Regions from separate parts of the Sus scrofa genome. Here region 2 is linked to region 1. A link is a contact called in public HiChIP or PLAC-seq data. All regions are on one chromosome and are shown on one strand. Each heading gives the region's core, a stretch centred on a gene start, on an enhancer-like site or on the middle of the called end of the contact. The rest is flanking DNA. Distances are from core to core; before and after follow the strand shown.

The links. HiChIP or PLAC-seq counts read pairs in DNA pulled down with a chosen protein or histone mark.
Region 2: a contact with region 1 is called in an H3K27ac HiChIP or PLAC-seq map of alveolar macrophages. The contact joins two enhancer-like sites. A contact is called at or near these places in 1 of 47 Hi-C or Micro-C datasets (embryonic fibroblasts) and 1 of 2 datasets of contacts at active chromatin or transcription factors (alveolar macrophages).

What each region holds. Positions count from the first base shown.
Region 1 is chr1:161,033,506-161,040,792 of Sscrofa11.1, forward strand. No RefSeq gene overlaps it. Among named protein-coding and RNA genes, the nearest start is that of PMAIP1, 150 kb to the right of the region's middle. Within about 2 kb of position 2,621, at least 8 of the 83 cell types and tissues checked have an H3K27ac peak or open chromatin away from gene starts, as enhancers often do. A contact at or near this core is called in alveolar macrophages, where this site is marked.
Region 2 is chr1:161,225,085-161,232,371 of Sscrofa11.1, forward strand. No RefSeq gene overlaps it. Among named protein-coding and RNA genes, the nearest start is that of PMAIP1, 41 kb to the left of the region's middle. Within about 2 kb of position 4,172, at least 1 of the 83 cell types and tissues checked has an H3K27ac peak or open chromatin away from gene starts, as enhancers often do. A contact at or near this core is called in alveolar macrophages, where this site is marked.

The sequences.
Region 1 (7,287 bases), core at 1,371-3,870:
TATTTCAAAGTGATAAAAGAAAATGATCAGAAATGCTTAGGGGCATGATATGCATTTTCATGGATCCTAATTCCTTGAAAATTGGAAATCCACAATGGGTTTGTACCATAAATCTTAGTGAGTCAGGAAATTCATTTACCAGGACACTATACATGCATTCAAAATTATTTACAAAGTGTCTACTAAATGCCAAACTAGGTAAGGCACTGTGATACAGAAGTGGGTGGACACAGTCCCTAACTATGAAGGGTGAGCAGTCTGTAAATAAGAAAATCTATATTTAAAAATTTTTAAAAAGAAAGAAGGAAAACCTACTGGATTTTATGTATTATCTCATTCTCTGTGTTGGAGACTGGTATTCTTGTATGCCTGTGAAACAGACTCCTGCATTTAGGAAAAGCATGTGTTAAACTTAATTCTCCTTCTTAAGAGCATTACTTCCTAGTAGAGAATATTCTCAGATAAAAAATGACTATTTTTGGGAGTTTCCATCATGGTGCAGTGGTTAACGAATCTGACTAGGAACCATGAGGTTTCAGGTTTGATCCCTGGCCTTGCTCAGTGGATTGGGGATCTGACGTCACCATGAGCTGTGGTGTAGGTTGCAGACGTAGCTCAGATCCCGAGTTGCTGTGGCTCTGGTGTAGGCCGGTGGCTACAGCTCCGATTAGACCCCTAGCCTGGGAACCTCCATATGCTGCGGGAGCTGCCCTAGAAAAGGCAAAAAGAGAGACAGACTATTTTTAAATAGGCAAAATCCTCTACATATTTTCGTGGCCTCTTCAACATGGTTTTTCTTTCTTTATATCCACTTCCTATATCCAACATCATTTCCTCTTTTGTAAAAAATGCAGCAGAATTTCTTTGCTGTGGAACAGTGACCCCAATTTAGTATAGGTCATGTTGCTTAGAGCATGAAACGGGTGTGCTAATGGGAAAATTTATCTGACAAATTTCTTCCCAGTTTGGGGTTTATCATATCATCATAATTACATCCATTTACTTTGTTAGATCAGTTTAGGTTTACATTTTCCCTTCTTTATTATCAGCCTCTTGATGTATTTATTTCACCTGTGATACAATATAACTGAAAAAAATTGTAGCTAACATTTTTGCCTTGGTTAAAAGCAGTGTTTGTAAATGGATGGTTTCTTCTTCTAGGTATAACTAATAAAGAATGTCAATCAAACACTACTGAATTTAGAATGTAAAAAATAGTTGTTAGAGGTCAACAGATAAAGAATTGCTACATTGCTTGAAGTGACAGGTAAACACTATCAAAAAGCATAGTCAATTCAAATTCATAATATGAGTGATCTGATCAGTTATTGGGTATGGTCTTTTACACAGGGGATTCTATTAACCTGGGGATTATTATAGACACAAGAAAAACATTTTGAAATACTAGCAAGAGCCCTGGATTAGGAGTTGGGAGATAAAAATCACTAAGCAGTTTTGCAGTCCCCAATCTTTTGATCTCTGTGCCTTAGTTTCCTCTTTTGAAAAACAGAGTTGTCTCTTGCCCATGAATCTTGTAAGGATTTTGAGAGAATATAATGAGAGAGAACTTTGAACATTACAGGAATCATATCTAGTCAAATGCTTTAAAATTTGATAGAAGTGGAATTCCCATCATGGCTCAACAGAAATGAACGGGCCTAAGGATCCATGAGGATGCAGGTTTCAATCCCTGGCCTCGCTCAGTGGGTTAAGGATCCAGCATTGCTATGAGCTATGGTGTAGGCCATAGACACAGCTCAGATTTGGCATTGCTGTGGCTGTGGTGTAGGCCAGCAGCTGCAGCTCTGATTCAACTCCTAGCCTGGGAACTTCCATATGCTGCTGGTATGGCCCTAAAAAGCAAATATATATATATTTGTCCAAATATAAGATACTTGTTACTATCATACTTATGATTTCATTACTTTTAGGCAAATATTAACATTAGAAGAGTCTTTTAAAATTTGCAGAATCATAAAAAGACAAGATTCACTGAAATCATATGAATCAATTAAACAGGATATTTATAGTTAAAACAGTCCATAAATGGTACCTTATAAAGATGGATTTTTATGGGATTAAAATATGCCGCCTCATTACTGATTGCAAATTAGGAACTGAGAGTAATTGTGTTTTTGTTTCTCAAGTAGAAATATCTCTTTCTGGCCATGCATCTGTGAAGACTTAGTGGATTTTGTTCTTCTGATTTCTCCAAGAAAGTCCCCAGCTTATAAATGGATTAGATTCCAAAAGTACATTTTATATAAGCAGGTTTTTGGGAACAAAGAAAACCTAGAGAACTTCTTTGAACTAAAAGGAAAAAAACTCTTCATGCCTGGGGATTTTCCAGCTTCTTGCATTTGCTCATACTTTCCCATCTGACTACAATGAGTTTGAATTCTACTTATTCATCAAAACCCAAGACTGTGAGTACTCTGAGAACAGGGATTGTATCATATTCATTTATGGGAACTGAAGTGCCCCTCGTTTTCCAGCTCACTGGAGCCACCCATTCCTTTAACGTACGAACGTAATAGCAAGACTCCCCCACTACCCACACACCCCACTGCCAGCAAGACTGTGAGATCCAGCTGTTACTCAGAGCTTCCTGTGGAAGTGCCCTGCCTTTGGTCCTGGTTGTGGCTTGTCCTTCTCTGGTCTGCTGCCGTAGATTGCTGTGTAAGTTTCCCTTAAGCACTGGCCCAGTGCCACCAGTTACCCAACAGGAAGCTGTGGAGAATGAGCAAACGTCAGTGCCCATAATGCTGCAGAAAAGGAGTATTTGAATTGGGTGTCAGATTGTGTGTTCCTAGAGGCCATTTGCCACGCCCTTCACAGGGTGTTTATTGCCATCTCTTCTTGTCCATCTTCTGTTGCTTTGACCTCTGACACCCACTTTTCTTTTCCCAATGGGAATCTCCATCAGTTCTGCCATGGTTCTCAAAGCCCAGGTCCATTGATAGATAAACCAACAAGAAAAGAAAGTCATTTGATATAATCTCTCAGAAATCTGTTGCCATCTCTATCCCCACTAATTTACACAATAGAGAGAGCCCTTAGTTAGCATCTCTACCAAAAGCTCTGGATTACTTTACCAATGTTTAGAGCTGCCTCAAAACTGCAGCAAAGCAGGACTCATAGCTGCAAAACTGCAAGAACCCATTAGAGTGTTTCCAGAGAACAAAGAGGAAATTGGCTTTTCTGACCTTAGAAATCACAAGAAATCAATTGCTTTCTAGCCATTTAGAAATAGTAATTTTGTCATTTTTTTTTTTTTTTTTGCTTTTTAGGGCCACACGTCCAGCATATGGAGGTTCCCAGGCTAGGGGTCTAATCAAAACTACAGCTGCCGGCCTATGCCACAGCCACAGCAACACCAGATCTGAGCCACATTTGTGACTTTCATCACAGCCCACAGCAACACCAGATCGTTAACCACTGAGTGAAGCCAGGGATCGAACCCACAACCTCATGGTTCCTAGTCAGATTCATTTCCCCTGCACCACAACAATCACTCCAATTTTGTCTTGTTTTTAATGATCAGGAGTTCAGAAAAGTTTGCTACATTTATCTCCATCATGGGCCCAGTTGATACTATGCACAGGAGGAATGTTTGCAGATGAATAATTGAATGAATAAGCAATAATTGGTGTTCATCAAGAACAAGTGTTTCCTGAAGTTCTCTCGTGGCATAGCAGGCATTGTTACTGCAGTGCCTGGAGATGCTATTGTGGCGTTAGTTCAGTTCCTGTCCGGGAACGTCCACGGGCCCCAAAAAAAATGATCAATCTTATCTTAATCGTCCTTGTTGGAAGGTGCTTCACTGTGACTAACATTAACATCTTTTTTTTTTTAACCATTTTATTTATTTATTTATTTATTTTTTATTATTCAAATGAATTTATCACATCTGTAGTTGTATAATGATCATAACAATCTGATTTCACAGGCTTTCCATCACACAGCCCAAGCATATTCCCCCACCCCCCAAACTGTCTCCTCCAGAAACCATAAGTTTTTCAATGTCTGTGAGTCAGCATCTGTTCTGCAAAGAAGTTCAGTCTGTCCTTTCTTCAGATTCCACATGTCAGTGAAAGCATTCGATGTCTCATTGGATGGCTGACTTCACTTAGCATGATAGTTTCTAGGTCCATCCATGTTGCTAAAAATGCTGGTATTTCACTCTTTTTAGTGGCTGAGTAATATTCCATTGTGTATATGTACCACATCTTCTGGATCCACTCCTCTGTCGATGGACATTTAGGTTGTTTCCAGGTCTTGGCTATTGTAAATAGTGCTGCAATGAACTTTGGAGTACATGGGTCTTTGCGAGTCGTGGTTTTCTCTGGATAGATGCCCAGGAGTGGGATTGTTGGATCAAATATTTAGTTTTCTGAGGAATCTCCATCCTGCTTTCCACAGTGGTTGCACCAATTTACAATCCCACCAACAGTGTACTTGGGTTCCTTTTTCTCCACACCCTCTCCAGCACTTATTGTTTGTAGACTTGGATGATGGCCATTCTGGCTGGTGTAAGGTGGTACCTCATCGTGGTTTTGATTTGCATTTCTCTAATAATGAGTGATGTTGAACATCTTTTCATGTGTTTCTCGGCCATCTGTATGTCTTCTTTGGAGAACTGTCTGTTTAGATCTTCTGCCCATTTTTGGATGGGGTTGTTTTTTTGTTGTTGAGCTGCAGAAGGTGTTTATAAATTTTGGAGATTAATCCCTTGTTAGTCAATTCACTTGCAAAGATTTTCTCCCATTCTGTGGGTTGTCTTTTCAGTTTGTTTAGGGTTTCCTTTGCTGTGAAGAAACTCTGAAGTTTGAATAGGTCCCATTTGTTTATTTTTCTTTTTATTGTCAATACTCTGATAGGTGGATCTGAGAAGATGTTGCTGTCATTTATGTCAGAGAGTGTTTGGCCTATGTTTTCCTCTAAGACCTTGATAGTGTCTGGTCTTATATCTAGGTCTTTAATCCATTTGGAGTTTATTTTTGTGTATGGTGTTAGGGAGTGTTCTAATTTCATTCTTTTCCATGTGGCTGTCCAGTTTTCCCAGCACCACTTATTGAACAAGCTGTCCTTTCTCCATTTGTATATCCTTGCCTCCTTTGTCATAGATTAGTTGGCTATAGGTTCGTGGGTTTAATTCCGGGCTTTCTATCCTGTTCCACTGATCTATATTTCTGTCTTTGTGCCAGTACCATGTGGTTTTGATGACTGTGAAGTCTGGAAGCCTGATTGCTCCAGCTCCATTTTTCTTTTTCAGGATGTCTTTGGCTATTCTGGGTCTTTTGTGCTTCCAAACAAACTTTAAAATATTTTGTTCGAGTTCTGTGAAAAATGTCCTTGGTAATTTGCTAGGGATTGCATTGAATCTGTAGATTGCCTTAGGTAGTATAGTAATTTTCTAATTTGTTTTATCACTTCCCAACTTGCATTATGTTTTTTGTGTGTGTGTGTCCATTTCATGTTCCCTTCTCTAATATGAGTGTACTGAGAAGAGTAAACATGTTTTCATCATTGTATATTTCATCCATATTACATAACTTCCCACATATTCTGTGTTTTAGTGATTATGTTCCTAGGTAGACCTGTTTATTTGTACCTCCTTCTGTCCATCCATCCATTTCTTAATTAGAGCTGCATAACAAGAGAAGTGTTCTGTATGTTGCTTAAAGATACAAGCATGGAACAGCAGCTTCTCTGTATAAAGGAAAATAATATCATAAGGTAGTTGTTCAGAATTGAATGAGTGGATGCACGCAAAATGCTTAGCACAGAGCTGGATCCAAATCAGCCCTAAGAGTATGCTGGCTATGACTGTGGTTGTTATTAATTCAAGAAGAAAAAAAAAAGGAAAGTATCTATTTTGGGACCTATTGGGTACCAATGACAAAAAAAAAAAAGTGTTTTTAGTCTATAGGGATGCAAATCTAGTGGGAGAGACAGACAAGTAAAGGGAAATACATTGACGGTGAAGAGTACTTCTGCTTGTGTGCAGAGTGAACTACAAGAGCACAGAGGTGGGGCTTTAACCCAGCCTGGAAAGATGAGCCAGAGAGTTTTCCTCAAAGAGTGATTCCTAAGCAAATTGAAACTGAAACATAGTTACCAGAAATAATCACTGGAAAATACTTATTCAATATAAGTAATTGAGCAAAACAGGGGGGGGAAATGGTAAAATTTGAGTAAAAAGTCATCTTTCAATACAGATTTAAAGTTGGCAGTTGTGAAAGTAATAATTACATAAATGATTCTTGCTGTTTTATGTCATTAGGCAGAAAAATTTAGAATCCCAGGGCAATGCAGAACCCCAGGTATGGCACAACCCAGAAGAAGTGGCTTATATGAACAAAGGGCAAAGTGGGGTTTGACCAGATTCCACACCCATAATGTGCATTCATGGCCAAACACTCTTAGGCTTCTAGAGCAGGGACTGAAAACCAGTTTCTTGAAGCTGGCCTACAGCAGAGAGAACTCAGGATGGAAGCTGTGGCCTTCTGCGCATGTGGCCACCTCGATTTAGGGGGCAGACAGACTTTGGGTAGGAAAGAAACCCTTTACAAATGGACAAGCCCTGGGTTTCTTGGTTAAGAAACTGTACAGACCTAGCAAAGCCCAGCCTGCAGGTGACAAGATTTTATAATTGAGGGAGGGACAGACAAGGATAGAAAAATTTGGTCAACAATTCCTGATTCACTTGGTATGCAAAGGATAAAAGGTAAAGCTATCTCCATAGGCACTCCATGTTTAATACTCCATATTTAACAGGTAGAGAATTAAGTTCATTTTATTCCTTTTCTTTTCCTTAATCAGCCCTTCTTCCTGCTGTCTTTTGTTTGGATATGTCATGACCATTGATATATTTGTGGTCCATACGGTATCTCTGCATCTTTTGTCATCATTGGTTCATCTCTTTCCCTCATCTTTTAGAACAGTCTGTCAAGAAGTCTTGAGGATTGTGCTACTTGGAAGTTTCTCAAGTAGCTGTTTCCTCCAGCCTACCATGCTGGTACAGGCTCCAATTACCATGAGCATCAAAATAACTTTCTTGAAATGTAACACTCCATGATTTCAGTTTCTTCTCTGTCTCAGTCATCTTTCATACAGGGCCAGGTGGTACATACCTTAGGCTTTATGGCCCTATAGTCTCTATCATAACCACTCAACATCATAACATGATAGCAGAGACAAGGACAAATGGTCATGGCTGTGTTTCAGTAAGCCCTTAATTACAGACATTGAAATTAAATTTTATGCAACATGAAATATTATTCT
Region 2 (7,287 bases), core at 2,922-5,421, 190 kb after region 1:
TATGGCTGAGTCATATCCCAGTGTGTGTGTGTATGTGTGTGTATCACATCTTCTTTATGCATTCTTTTGTTGATGGACACTTAGTTTGCTTCCCTATCTTGGCAATTGTAAATAGCGCTTAAGTACATGTGTCTTTTTGAACTGGTGTTTTTGGTTTTTTTGGATATGTACTCAGGACTGAATTGCTAGATCACATGGCAGTTCTCTTTTTAGTTTTTTGAGAATTCCCCGTACTGTTTTCCACAGTGGCTGCACCAATTTTAAAAACATACTTTTAATGAAATGTTTTAGGCACAACAAAAATGTAGATATTCACACAATGGACACCTGTAACATACCATCCAGCTTAATTAAACTGTTTAGAACTTAAGCCTTCCTGCCCCTTCCTTCCTGCCCTTTCCCAACCTCATTCCTTTGCTGGCAGTGGTGGGTAACAGCGGAGGTTGTACTTTCTATTTAAGACAGTTTGCTTGGTCCCAGGCCTTCTCTGTCACTTTAACCCCAACTCACCTGTCTCCCTGTGAACTGACTGGCACTGGGGTCTGGTCTGGTGGCCAAGGCTGAAGGTCTTGCACAGGGCAGTTACCTGACCAGTCCACCAAGAGGTACGTGAACCTGCCTCAGGGCTGAAGAGGTAAGAGAACAGAGGAAAGAGGGAAACTCTGCTCCCCAAGAACTATACTGGGGTCTCCCCGCTCCACCCCGCACCACACAGTTTCATTTCTTCCCAAGGTAGGTGAAGTCAGAGAGCCCCTTCCGACTTTTCCCCTTCTGGGTCCCTTGCCTTGAGGTTCCCTTCTCATTCGGGTCACCCCTCACGTTGGGTCCCAGCTGGCCCCAAAGGGGACCACCAGGGTGCCTCAGCTGCCCACCCCTCCACCTCTGCCCACCCAGAGGAGGATCCCTCCCCAGGAAGCAGCCAGGCTCCAGCTTTCATTTTCCTGCCTCCACCAGCCCAAACTCCTTGCTGCGTCTTTCAAACTGATAATTTTGTAAACTAAGCCATGGTGAAGGGAAAGGATTGGAAGACTCCATAAAAGGGATGTTTGTGCATGTGAAAGGTAGTTCACTGCTTTGGCCTTCTTTGCCTTGCAGGGATGTTTTAACTGAAGGAATTTCCCAGGTAGAGAATAGCTCCAGGGTCGGGGTGCGTGGGACCATTGTGTGTAAATAGAGCCGCACAATCTCGGTCTGCACCGCAGGGAGCAGGGAATGTGGCTCAAACTTCAGGCCTCACTTTTGGATCCTCGATGTTCTCTGCAAAGAACCAGCTCTAAAATCATCTCATGGTAACAGAAAGATGTTCCTCAGTCAGCTTCAAACCTGTGTTTGTTATCAGACCACACAGCCTGTGGGGCCCCAATCGTTTTTAGGGATTCTATAATTACTGTTTGATTTTGAAATCCTATTTTAGCATGATTATATTGTATTTTTGTTTTAAATGTATTTGCTAAATATGTACATTTCAAATATTTCATGGTTTTGGAATTTATTTCTCCCAACTTTTTATTTTGGAAATGGGAATCCCCAGAAGCATAGAAAGATAATAATGAACATAGCTGTCACCAGATTCATCGACTGACTGTTAACCTTTGCCAATTCTCTTTATCTCTATGCATGCATAAGTGTATGTAATATATATATATGAAAAAATATATAATATATATGGAAACATATACTATTATATTATGGAAATATATGGAAACACACACACATACACATACTCGTTTTCTTGCTATAACATTAAGTTGCAGAAATCATAGTGCTTCACCCCTAAATACTTCAGTATGTATTTTCTGAGAATAAGGACATTTTCCTAATAATAATGCTTTCATTATAACATATCATCACATCATAGCAAGGGTACATGGTATCAACAAATGGGGAGTTATGCTCCCTTAAAGGTGGAGTAGCTACAAAAATTAGTTGGAATTCCTTTGTTCAAGAGATTTCTCTCTTCTCCCCTATTTATTGATGGAGTGTTAAATTAATTCTACAGGAGCCCATTAGGCTGTGGTGGCTTTAATGCTGTGGCCGCCTATGGAAGCAAATCAAAACCTAAGCTTGTTAATGCCTCAAAGTTACAAAATTGAAACCTAAGGACAACAAATTATCAACAGCCAATTAGGCTTTAGGTTATAGCCAATCAATATTTTCCTTACTCTGGGAGTTCCCGTCGTGGCGCAGTGGTTAACGAATCCAACTAGGAACCATGAGGTTGCGGGTTCGATCCCGCCTTGCTCAGTGGGTTAAGGATCCTGCTGTGAGCTGTGATGTAGATTGCAGACACGGCTAGGATCCGGCGTGGAAGCGGCCCTAGAAAAGGCAGAAAGACCAAAAAAAAAAAAAATTTTCCTTACTCTGTTTCCACCTTTTCTCTATAAAAGTCCCTTCCCTGCTCCCATTGGTGGAATCCTCCTCACTACTTCCCCTGTGGTGCTGCCTCATTCAAATCAATTTTAGTTCAAATAAACTCTAAATTTTATACTAGGTTGTAGTTTATCACCTAACAGTTCTCAATCATGTACCATGTCAGCATGAATTCATGGATGTTCGTTTTATACTTAGGGTCATAATCCAAAACAGTTTTATTTACTTTTTGCTCCACCTGAAACAGCGTTGGCCCTGGAGATCTTCCAATGCTTCCTGTGTCCTTTTATATACTGCCATCCTTGTGGGGGTTTGGGTTAGGTTTTTTAAATTTTGTTTCAAACTCTTTCTCACTTTCTGGTGGAGTAAGACGCTCTTGGCTCATCTGGTATAGTTGCTGGCTGAGTCCTAGACTCAGCCATTTTTCCAAGGAGCTCTGCTGCCTTGAATTGGAGAATGAGATTTGAAACCAAGCTCTGAGGGCTACGTATGCTAGCTGCCACTGGAGTGTCATTCCTTCTAGGCCCTCTCATCCGACAGAGGAAGGAAATATATGTGTGTATACTAAACTCTGTATTTACACCTATGTATAAATATTTCCCTGTGTAATCACCTGTGTCTACATGACTCTGAACATGAGTTCACACTGATGTCGGCAATTCAAGTCCATTACCACATGCTCCCCTTGCTTATCTGTAACCTCTTGTTCCAGCAGTGAGAGGCCTGACTCCTACCACCTGCCATCTACTTAACTTCATTCTTTATTGACGTTTTAAAGATGTTGGTATTTTTAAATGTTTAAATTTTCAAAGAATTCTAAATGTGGGTATTCATTACTGCCATTATTCTTTTGATGCTCAAAACGTCCCAAATTTGGCCAGTGGGATCCCTTCCAAGCTGGGTCCTATTACACATCCCTTCAGTCTTTGAGCATCTCATTGCTTTCAGCACAAGCAGATATTCTAGATTCACCTGTGGTTTATTTTAGGCATAAAATCAGTCATGTTTTCAAGGACCCCTAATGCCTTTTAATAAGGAAGTTATTGGATTTAGAAAACAAGACCAGGGTGCCTGGCGTGTAAATTGCTACTGACTTTTTACTATTTTTCAGCCTTTTTAGTGGGCAGAACCCATCATATCTATACAACAGCTTCAATCTTCTGAGTGATGTAGGAATCAAAGGCTCCAGTGACTGGTTTAAAGGTCTCAAATCTACATTTCCCTTTGTCAGAACAGATTTTCTTTTACCCTGAATTTCTGTCTCTTAGGTTGCAAATCTGGGGTACCTAAAATGTTAATTTGGATTTGATGTAAGGATCATATGCTACATACAATATAATTAATCTTTGAGTGAAATGGTTTTTTTTTTCCTTCCTTTTTAGGGCCGTTTCCATGGCATATGGAAGTTCCCAGGGTAGGGGTTGAATTGGAGCTACAGCTGCCGGCCTACACCACAGCTCACAGCAACACAGGATCCTTAATCCACTGAGCGAGGCCAGGGATGGAACCCTCATCCTCACGGATACTAGCCGGGTTGGTTAGCTCTGAGCCATGTTGGGAACTCCAAAATAAAATTTTAAAATACTCCTTTGAGAAGTTGTTTGAGGTTACCAGAATAACTCTTATGTATAAAGTAGATACCACAAATCTAGACACAGATACCACTGGTTATCATTCCAAACGACATCTTAAAGGCGGGAAAGCTAATTATGATCTAGGGATGCTAAAGGCCATCTTGGAGCAGCCTAGTTATTAAGCTTTCTGGCAAGTGTTCCAGTCCAAGATTATGTTTCTGCAGCATTTCTGCCCTCTAGTGGCCAAATCATGGCAGTGGAAAAGGTGGAGAAAAGTACACTGAAACACAATCAGGAGTAGATCTGTACCCATTTCAGTGTGTAAAACTAGTCCTGCCAAAAAGATATCTAGTCTCCTAATCATCTTGTAGAAATAATTAGAAGATTAGTCAATTAAAAGGTACAAAATAAGATGGGAATCTCACACATAACTACAGGTTTTGTTTGTTGTTTTTACTTACTGGCAAAATTTGAAATACTGCCCAAACTCAGGAAAGGCACATGAAAAATGAATAAGCAAGATCTATTTCTGGGAGAAGAAGTGGGTATAACCTTTCAAGAAGATACTTTGGCCATAGGGTTCAACATGTGACATGTTAATATTGTTTGACCTAGGGATTCCATCATTATTATGAAGAATCTATTCACACAAAAGCCGAAAGATGTATGTATATAGGAGAACATTCATAGTTTACAAGGAAAACATTGAAAATGACCAATGTTCCAAAATAAACATCTGATTAAATAAATATGGTTCATACATACAGTGGAATATTGTAGATCTGTACCTGACAATAAATTGCTGAGTGAAAACAGATTATAAGAATAAATAAGAGTTCCCATTGTGACTCAGCAATTAACGAATCTGACTAGCATCCATGAGGATGCGGGTTCGATCCTTGGCCTCGCTCAGTGGGTTAAGGATCCTGTGTTGCCCTGAGCTGTGTTGTAGGTCACAGATGCAGTTCGGATCTGGCATTGCTGTGGCCAGCAGCTACAGTTTCGATTCAACCCCTAGCCTGGAAACCTCCATATGCCGAGGGTGTGGCCCTAAAAAGCAAAATAAATAAATAAATAAATAAAAGTTTTGTATTTATTAAAGATATATGTCTGTGCATGTTTGTATATGTATAACACAGGAAGATGTCTGCAAGAATGAATACTAGATAGAATGTTCACAGTGGTTGTCTCTGAATTTGAATTGTAGGTAATTTTTACCATCTTCTTTGTATTTTTTTGTATTTTTTAAATAAATAGATGAACAAGTACTTTTTTTTAGATTAAAAAAGTGCTATATTTAAAATTAAGCAGGAGTCCTTTTGTGACACAGCAGGTTAAGGACGCAGTGTTATCACTTTAGTGGCTTGGATGGTTGCTGTAGCTTGGGGTTTGATCCCTGGCCTGGGAACTTCCCTGTGCGATAGGCACGGCCCAAAATAAATCAAATCAAATCAAAAAGAATAAATACAATTGGTGACTTAAACAGTAAATAAATGAAATTTCACATTTTGTTAAAAATTGTTTTCTTAAAACCCATGCTGAAATATTACCCATGAATAAAAAGAAATGAACTACTGATTCATGGAACCACACTTTTTGTCTCAAAAACATCATGCAGTGTGAAATAAGCTGGACATACTTTCATTTATATCCCATTATAAAGGAGGTGGAACAAATCTGTATTGATGGTAAACACATCAATGGTCATCCGGGGCTCTGGGTCTGGATTCACTTCGAAGAGACACATGCAAAAAATTTTTGGAGTGATGGAAATATGCTATAGCTTGATTGGAGTGTGACTACACAGGTGAAATATATTATGCAACCGTACACTGGAGATGGATCCATCGAACACATTAAAGCCAAGCTGCTCACCAGAATCTCCACGGCTCATGGAGACAGTGTGATTGTCTTGGCATCCCTAATCTCTAGCTGGGTGGATTTTTGTTTGTTTGTTTTTTTGTCTTTTTGCCATTTCTTGGGCCGCTCCTGCGGCACATGGAGGTTCCCAGGCTAGGGGTCGAATCGGAGCTGTAGCCACCAGCCTACACCAGAGCCACAGCAACGTGGGATCCGAGCCGCGTCTGCGACCTACACCACAGCTCACGGCAATGCCGGATCATTAACCCACTGAGCAAGGGCAGGGATCGAACCCGCAACCTCATGGTTCCTAGTCAGATTCGTTAACCACTGTGCCACGACAGAGCAAGGGCAGGGATCGAACCCGCAACCTCATGGTTCCTAGTCAGATTCGTTAACCACTGTGCCACGACAGGAACTCCTCAAGCTGGGTGTTTTAGACAAGACAGGCCCCAGGCACCCTGGAAATGGGTAAGATATATACTTCCTTCTCCCAAGAACCCACTTCAGTCCCTCATTCCATCCATGACTTCAGACAATAGTATTTTTCACCCCTTCCTAATAAGCAAATGTCCTGGAGCTTTCATTCAGAGAAAGGTGAACATTGTTATAACCAGTATAATGTTTTATACTGCTGGGGGAGGGGAGGGCCACCCTGGGGTGGGGCGGGGGGGGGGAGGGGGAGTGGTTTATCTGTTTATCTGGATTACAATCTAAAGCTGAGGCTAGAGAAAGGAAACCCAGTGAAAGTCAGTAGGGAGAAGCTTCTATGTCGTCAGGGACTTTGGAAGAGCCTACAAGGAGTAGCCCATCTAAGGGTTAACATACCTGGCTTGGGGCCCACTACATCAGTCTAGAGCCTTAGAGCTGCAAAGGACCTCACAAATCATCTGGTATATCCATTCATGGGTTTGGAATCCCAGTTCCTGAAGGCCTCCTGAGGCAAAAAGTGAAGATACAGAAGGGAGCTAGCAAACAGGTCCATCCTCAGGTTGCTGACTGTCATTGTAGGAGATTCCAAGATGGCCATTACAGGTCAGGAATCATCACCTGAATTCTCCAGCCCCTCAAGGCCAATGCCCACAGAAGACCTGGGTGGGAGGGAGAATCACTGGACCTGTCTCCACACATGGTTTGAGGTAGCACTGCCAGCCACACAGGGGCAGGAGCAAAGAAGTTAATCCACTCTGCCCTAGATTTTACTGCTAGAAATCTGGAAAAAGAAAAGATAAGTGATTCTTCTATTGTTTTAAGGCTGGGCAACTCTAAGGAATTTGTTCAGAGGTATGCTAGATAAATTCACAGTTACAAGGGAAGATCCTGTTTTCAGACAATGATCTGTCTACCTGTATTCATTCCAAGGTCACTCTTATCCTCCTGTTTTTGATCCAAGTTACATTTTTAAAGGAAAGAATAAATGTTTATTTCACAAGGATAGCACAGTGAACTCACTTTTGTAACATCTGAACTGCTATTTCCTGGA